Regions from separate parts of the Mus musculus genome. Here region 2 is linked to region 1. Evidence: chromatin contacts called from public promoter capture Hi-C data. All regions are on one chromosome and are shown on one strand. Each heading gives the region's core, a stretch centred on a gene start, on an enhancer-like site or on the middle of the called end of the contact. The rest is flanking DNA. Distances are from core to core; before and after follow the strand shown.

What was found. Promoter capture Hi-C pulls out the DNA fragments that hold promoters and counts their contacts.
Region 2: a promoter capture Hi-C map of cranial neural crest shows a contact between it and region 1. The contact joins the enhancer-like site here to the promoter of Eapp in region 1. A contact is called at or near these places in 8 of 39 promoter capture datasets (the 3T3-L1 cell line, 3T3-L1-derived adipocytes, cranial neural crest and 4 more) and 4 of 115 datasets of contacts at active chromatin or transcription factors (astrocytes, differentiating embryonic stem cells, stem cell-derived neural progenitor cells and 1 more).

Annotation. Positions count from the first base shown.
Region 1 is chr12:54,694,027-54,698,278 of GRCm38.p6, reverse strand. Eapp (E2F-associated phosphoprotein) reads left to right here and starts at 2,385. Exons shown (of 6, transcript NM_025456.4): 1 at 2,385-2,568. The coding sequence starts at 2,495. Gm22513 (a small nuclear RNA gene) reads right to left here and starts at 1,497; the gene lies at 1,334-1,497.
Region 2 is chr12:52,893,763-52,898,016 of GRCm38.p6, reverse strand. The region is part of intron 4 of Akap6 (A kinase (PRKA) anchor protein 6); the gene reads right to left. Among named protein-coding and RNA genes, the nearest start is that of Gm51971, 97 kb to the right of the region's middle. Within about 2 kb of position 2,191, at least 82 of the 459 cell types and tissues checked have an H3K27ac peak or open chromatin away from gene starts, as enhancers often do.

The DNA of each region.
Region 1 (4,252 bases), core at 1,136-3,635:
CTCTCTATTTACCAAGGTCTTGGGCAATATCCTTGCTCTGCCTCTGGAACTGGAGTTACAGGCAGATGAGCTGCCCCACTCAGTGCTGGGAAGGAAAATCTGGTCTTCTGCAAGTGTTCTTAGCCACTGAGCTATCCCTGCAACCTCGTTGTGCTGGTAACCACAGCTTCAGTGAGGTGATGCATGCAGCAGCTGGGTCCTGTCTAGACAGTTCTCACAGAAGACTGGCCTCTCCCGAGTTCCCAGAATCTCGGGTGGGAGCAGATATAGACCATTCACCTGCAGTTGAGCCCTGTTCCTTATTCTTTGCATTTTGACCAGTTGTGGATCTCCTCAGAAACCTCTACACTAATGTGCTGCAGAAAAACGCTTGGCAGTTTTTCAACCGGACAATTGAAAGCAACACAAATCCTTGAGTATAAATATAAATATTTAGAAGGCATCGTGGCAACATGATAATGTAGCAAAATAACAGTACATATTAGAGGGGAGACCCCTCACCTCCCAGATTACATTAAATTTCATACAGACAAACCTAATGAAATTAATTGGGTCGCAACAAATGATGCCTGTCTTATGGTTTCTGGTCCAGGATCAAAATCAACTAACTTGGGGAGGAAGGGTTTATTTCAGAACAGAAAGGGTTTATTTCAAGGCAGAAACAGGATGTAGCAAATACTGAAGAAAAGGTTGTGGAGGCATGTTGCTTACTTTACTAGTCCCTCATACCTTAGCAGGCAGGAGTGCCGGCCCAGGGGTAGTACCGCCCACAATGAGCCTTTCCATCCTGTACAGATTAAGATGTCCAACTTCCCAATATGAATCTTCTCAAAGTTTTCATGAAGTTAGTGTCATGTTTACATAAAGCTTAGCAAATACAACACCTTTTGGGTTTGCTTCACCTAAACAGTTAGTATCTGACCTTTTTACAAAGTGAGTTCGAGGACAGAGAAACCCTGTCTTGAAAACACCAGAAAAAAAAGAAAACAAGTTGTTGGTGCTAACTGAGATAGTAAAACTTATTTCAACTGACAATTACCTTACACATCATTCAAAAATAAACCTAGGGCTGGTGAGATGGCTCAGTGGGTAAGAGCACCCGACTGCTCTTCCGAAGGTCCGAAGTTCAAATCCCAGCAACCAGGCTCACAACCACCCGTAATGAGATCTGATGCCCTCTTCTGGAGTGTCTGAAGACAGCTACAGTGTACTTATATATAATAAATAAATAAATCTTTAAAAAAAAAAAAAAAAAAAAAACTAAAACACCAGGTAGAAAGCAAGTCTTTCGCAATGCTAAAGTAAATGTTTTCTATTTTTTCAACAAAAATGCCAGGGGAGAGCGCGAACGCAGTCCCCCACTACCACAAATTATGCAGTCGAGTTTCCCGCATTTGGGGAAATCGCAGGGGTCAGCACATCCGGAGTGCAATGGATGAGCCTCGCCCTGGGAAAACCACCTTCGTGATCATGGTATCTCCCCTGCCAGGTAAGTATGAGTTGCGAGTGCCGTGTGCAGGCTCTCCATCATTGTATACTTACTTTATAACTACGGTCTCTTCCTCAATGCGTCTTCTCTACATTATATTCTCTTTTCTAACCTTGATCCATAAATATACGCTTATATTATGTAAATATTATCAATAACGGAAAAAAATGTCTATTTAGGGAGAACCGGTAGCCTTTGCGTGAAATTCTCATCTACATATTCCACGCCTTTGTGGTGACGCCGCGGGAACTCGTCTGTAGGCCCCTCAACGCGACTCCGCCCACTAAGGCTGTGAGGCGGGGGCGGGGTTTGTTGGTAGTGGGCAATCGAATCTGGAATTCAAAACCTAAGCTTCTGCCCAGGCTCTGGGCAAAGAAAAAGTTTTTTTTAGCTCAATTCAGTTTCTGCTAGCGGAGGACAGGATTCTAAGAGATCCACCCTTGTTAAGTTTAACTAGTAAAAGAAAAATCGTTTTTCCGTGGTGTTTTTCTGAGTAGGTCTATTATACATTATTTACTTGCACACAGCCAATAAACCTAATAAAAACCATGAGAGAAGGGCTAAGATAACAACTTTGAAGAAATAAATCTGACTGGATAGTGATATACAACTGTAATCTCAGCTCTCCGCAGGTCACGGTAAGCAGAGCGAAGCCAGCCTGGGCTACATAACTGGTTACAGGTTAGACTGGGTTAGTGAGACCTTTTCAAAACCTAAATAAAGCTTAAGTTAAGAGGAGGAGGAGGAGGAGGTGGCGGCGGCGGCGGCGGCGAGAAGAAAAATGCACAAAGACAACTGCTATTTTCAGCGGAAAAGAAAACGTAGAGACGTGTTAACATTGACCCTCCGCACGCCCCGTCTCTTGCATCCTTGTCACTGGACGGCTTGCGCAGGCGCACAGGAAGGACTCGCAGTACGGGCGGAAGTGGAGTCTCCGGGAAGCTTTGGGGAAGGCGCTGGCGGAGTACACAGACGCCGGGGCGGTGTAGGCGTCCTCAGGTCGCCATGAACCGACTCCAGGATGACTATGACCCGTACGCGGTGGAAGAGCCGAGCGACGAGGAGCCGGCTCTGAGCAGGTGGGCCGCTGCCCCGCGTCTCCGCCCTGCCTTGGCTGAGGCCGTTGTGTTGTTCGCGCCGGCCGTCCCTGGGCGCAGTGTCGTCCGCTTCACTTGCGGGAGCCTCGGGGCGCTTGATGGCGCTGCTCAGTCTCTAGGGAACCAGGATGGACAGCAGTGCGGGAAGAGGGATGTTCCGGAATTACGTGGGCCCCCAGGCGTGAAGCCTTAGATGGAACCCTGTTTACCGTTTACTAGCACTGTGACCGAAGGCAAGTCAGTTCTCGGCCTCGCATCTGTAAATGGAAATACAAGTATGGGACAGTGTCCTAAGCTAGTGAGGGCCTGGCCCTTAGCACGAAGTACTTATCTTGAAGACTGTCAAGTAGAAACTAGGGAATAGAGAATGGAAAAAAAAAAAAAAAGGAATGGGCTTTTTTTTTTTTTTTAAGTTATGATCTCCACACGCATGCCATAGCACCCATATGCCCATATACACAACATTTTTCTTTCTTTCTTCCTTCCTTTCTTCCTTTCTTTCTTTCTTTTGTTTTTCGAGACAGGGTTTCTCTGTATAGCCTGGCTGTCCTGGAACTCACTCTGTAGAGCAGGCTGGCCTCGAACTCAGAAATCCGCCTGCCTCTGCCCCCCAAGTGCTGGGACCAAAGGCATGCGCCACCATGCCCGGCTATACACAACATTTTTAAAACTGTAATTTAAAAGTTAAATGAATTAAGTCAGACATGGTAGTGTATGCCTATAATCCCATCATTTAGGAGGCCAGAGGGTGAAGAGTTCAAAGCTGGTTCTGGGCTACGTAAGATTTTGTCTTAAAACAAGAAAAAAATGTCCAAGGCATTTCTTGCAGCTGGCTTTTGCTTTGTTGTTCTTTTTCCCGCAGTTTTTTTTTTTTTTTTTTTTTTTTTGTTTTGTTTTTTTTGAGACAGGGTTTCTCTATAGCCCTGGCTGTCCTGGAACTCACTTTGTAGACCAGGCTGGCCTCGAACTCAGAAATCCACCTGCCTCTGCCTCCCGAGTGCTGGGATTAAAGGCTTGCGCCACCACGCCCAGCTCACGCCTGGCTTTTTTCTCCGCGTCTTAATCTACAACTTGTCTCCTTCCATGTGGGTCCCAGAAATTGAACTCAGGTCATGAGGCTTGGTGACAAGCCCTTTGTCTGCTGCTGAGTTATCTTGCTGGCCCTGACTTAATTCATTTTTGTTGTTTTATTTCTTCCTATTATTGATGTACATTTATTATAATTCTGTTGATAGGAAACTAATCACAGAAGTCAGTCTACGATGACAGAAGTTAGTTAGAATTTGGAATGTACTGTAATTTTCTTAGGGCTATGATGTAGCTCAACGGTAGAACAGGTGCATGAAATGCTGGGTTCAGTTTCCAGCTCCAGGAAGAATAGTCAGTGTGCATAGTTCTCTCTATTCACAGTTTGCTGTAGCATAGTTTTCCACGTCTTTTAAATTAAATTATAGTATTTAATTCCTATTAAATATTTTATGTTGGGATATTAATTGTATATAATTATATTGGTTTTATTTAAATAAAACTCAGTTCTTTGAAGAAAGTTTTTTTTTTTTTTTAGTTTAATAGAATTAGTTAATGAATTGGTATAATGGTATTGGAAAGCAGTGTGATAATACGAGAAGCCAAAAGGAAAGCTGGAAAGATGGCTCAGTGGTTAAGA
Region 2 (4,254 bases), core at 942-3,441, 1.8 Mb after region 1:
TTCCTGTCTGTCACCTTTGGTCACTCTCTAGGCATCTTATAAACTCTAGCAAGGCCCCGCTCTCCCAAGACATCTGCTTCTTCCATCTTACAGTGCTGAGACTGCATCAGGAATAGTTTCCCACATCCAAGCTTGTTGACATCCAGCCTCACTTTCACGGGCCGTTAAGATTCTCTAAGAGAAGCTCATCCAGAGCCCCATGCTGGAGGAAAACACACCAAAGAATGCTTTGCACAGAAGCAAAGGTTCTTATTGCAGCTTTGTTCAATATAATTGATGCCAACTCTCCAGATTCGTTGGAGAAATCATAATAACATTAAGATTAGCATTCATGTAGTCCTCGTTCTCTGGGATTTCATAAAGCAGTCAGTGCAATGGTGTGGTAAAATATATCACATCTCAAAACTACAAAGTGCACCCAAGCACAGTGGCTCTCACCGCTAACCTCGCCACTCAAGCGGTCAAGCCAGGAGGCTCACCGCAAGCCCGAGTCTGCACTACAGAGTATGTTCCAGACCAGCCTGGGCTACAAAGTTAGATTATATCTCAAGAAATAAAATCAAACTAAAATCATAGAACTTTGATTGTAAACTTGAAGAGACTTAAGTGTTCGTAATTAATAAGTGGAGTTGTGAATAAAACTCAATTGCCCACTGTGAATCATTGGTCAGAGTAGTAGCTTTTCTATCTTTCTTCACTAATAACGGTGGTATTATCTACATATTTTATCAATCAAATGTGATAAAGTATGAAAGGAATGGCTATTTAGTATCTTTCCTGAAATTCTACAAGTAAGCAACAGAGGATATCTTTTTTTTTTTTCAGATTTGTGATTGTCTCCTTCCAAAATACCACACAGTAATGAAAAGTTGTTGTTTCATGTTTAAAGGAGAAGAGAATAATTCACTGGGGTCCTAAGCGTTGCTTTAATTGTATTTTTAAACGTGGGTCAGCAGGATAACTCAATGGATAAAAGCTGCCACACAAGCCTGATGACCTGGCTTGGATCCCAGGACCACGTCAAAAGCTGGAGATGCTGCTACCAGGCCACCAACCCCAGTGCTCCTATGAGCTGGTAGGAGGGGACTGGATAGTCACTCAGAGGTTCATGGGGTAGCCAGCCTGGAGCTCACAAGGCAGAAAAACCCTCCTTCTCTCCCTCTTCCCCTCTCTCCCCCTCCCCCCTCTCTCTCCTCATCTTCTCCTATATCCTTATCTCTCTCTCTCCTTCTTGCCCTCCTTCTCTCAAAATTTAAAATTGTCTTTAAAATGTAAACCTGAATGTCAACGGCATCTTGCTGCTGTAGTCATACGGATACCTGGGTTTCTTCCCTAGTCATGGTCCTTCCATACCAAGAAAGAGTCTACACCACACACACCACACACACACACCACACACACACACACACACACCACACACACACACACACACCACACACACACACACACACCACATCACACACACCACACACACACACACACCACACACACACACCACACCACACACACACACACACACACACACACCACATCACACACACACACACACATACACACACCACACACCACACAGATACACACACACACCACCCCCCACACCACCACCACCCCCACACATCCCACGCCACCCACACACACACACACCACACCACACCACACACACACACACCACACCACAGCGCACACACACACATCACACACACACCACACCACACACCACACCACACAGACACACACACACCATACCACAGCACACACACACCACAGCACACACACACACACACACAGACACACACACCACACCACACCACACACCACACACACACCACACACACACACACACCACACTACAGCACACACCACACCACACACACACACCACACACACCACACCACACACACACACACACAGACACACACACCACACCACAGCACACACCACACACACATACACACACACACACACACACACACACACACACACCACCCTACAATTTTTTTGAGATTTTCATTTTCACATTTATATTTGTGAACAGAACTTTTTTTTTTTTCCAAGAGAACCAGATGCAGTGCCTAGCATAGCCTCACGGTGGTGGTAAATCATCACTAATATTCTGTCAAGGCCCATGGCAAGCTTTGTAGAAACCACAGAAGGCACTGCAGCATTCCTCCTGGGAAAACAAGAAGGGATTTGTTTCTAAGCTGTGGTTCTTCTCAACCAACCTTGAACAATGACCTTGGCACGCTCAACAAATCTATCAGCAGGGTTAATGCAAGGCTGCGTTTCTCTCCTGGCGTTGCCACAACACATTACTCTGAAGACTTATTATTTTATCCCTAAAGAGAATTTTGTGGGCTTATCTTTAAAACCATTGTGTTGATTTAGAATTCTCAACTTGGATTACGGCCATAGTGTTGGCATTTAAGATAACATTTACTGCGTAACCTAACTTGATGTGCTCCCTGAGAACCGTTTATTAAATCTTTACTTCTCCTAGCCCCCAATTTTCAACTTGAAATCTGAAAATTAGCTTTTTCTCCGCTTTTTTTGTTTGTTTGTTTTGTTTTGTTTTTTTCGAGACAGGGTTTCTCTGTATAGCCCTGGCTGTCCTGGAACTCACTCTGTAGACCAGGCTGGCCTTGAACTCAGAAATCTGCCTGCCTCTGCCTCCAGAGTGCTGGGATTAAAGGCGTGTTCCACCACGCCCAGTCATTTTCTTATTTTAAGACAGACCCAAAAACGTAACAAATCATCTTTATGGATCCACAGTTATGTAGTAACATAAACAGCCTACTGCAAAACCCTTTAAAATTGGCCCTAAAGGATTACTGTGCAATTTAATTGAACATTGCGACTGCTTGAAGAACTTTAACAATTGTTATTAGTGTGTGCATATGTATGTGCCATACCACGTGCAGAGCAGTAAGGGGACAGTTTGTGGGACTGATCCTCTCCATTCTCCTTTAGTGGGTCCCAGGGATCAAACTCAGAGCTCCGGGCTTGCACGCCAGCGCCTTCATGCACAGAGCCATCCTGCCAGACCTCCTGGAAGAGTTTGTAAAGCAATAGGGCCTGATTTAATCGCTCTGGGGTAAGGTTTGAGGTTGGGGTGTTTGGGATAACCTCCAGCAGTTGTAACGAGCAGCCACAGCTGAAAATCGCCATGGCTTAGAGGCATGTCCCCAAACGAGGGTCAGATTAATGTATAGAAGCTACCAATCTTATATGCTTAAAAACCTTAAGTAGTTTCCCATCAAAGATGGCAGCTTGGTGACTTGAAGCCAAATCTTTGCCATGAATGTGTTTATTGGATCTATTTAAAAACGGCTCAGATTAAAATTTTAAAACTGAGAGATGTCACATAAAATGTAGGTTTCCTACTTAAAAAAAAAAAATCTCTTGCCGTACAAAGTCACATTCCCACACAAATGGCATCTGCAGCTGAGAGGTGTTGTCCTTTAGACATGTTGTGTAGGCTCCAGTTGAATCAGCCCACTGTCCCTCATTTATGCATCCTATACGACTCATTTCCACAATCCACCTGGTCCCTTGGATCATTGGTTTATGACCCTAGTCTAGAAGAAGCTTACACTTAGCTTCTTACAGTCATTCATTCATGTAGTCATACATTCATTAAACAGATTCATTTCGTAACTTTGCTGTGCAGATATTTGGCATTCGATTCCCTCTCTGGCCCCTTTCCTTCTAACTTCACAGTCCCCTCCTTTCACCAAGTTGTTCTAAGCAGCAGTTACAGCAAGACATATCTGTAGCAATAACACGCTGGTTCATTTCTGAAGCTCCCTGGTGACCTGGACCAATGGTGTGTGAACAGAAGAAATATGTCAAACATTCACGTCCACAGAAGAAAGCTGGCTGCCTTTCTCTCTTTCTTTCTCGGGAGCTGGAGTGAAGACAAGGTCCAGAAGAGTAAAGAGGCAGGGATGAGAGAAAAGATGGAAGGAGAGAAGACGCGGAGGCGGGAGTGGGGTGGGGGTGGGGCTGTGGGCAGAAGGGGAGTTCTCAGGTTCTCCCTAACAGGACAGTGGGGTTGCTTCACCCTTTGCATGGGGAATGGCCCCCATAGGCCCACATACTTGAACACGTGCTCCCCAGCTATTTGCTGCTGTGGTCATGGAACATTAAGGAGGTGGAGACTTGCTGCAGGAAATGAGTTTCTGGGGCTGGCCCCGAGGTTGACATAGCTTTCCACATCCAGCTTCCAGTCTGGCCTCTGCTTCCAGTTCTGCTGAG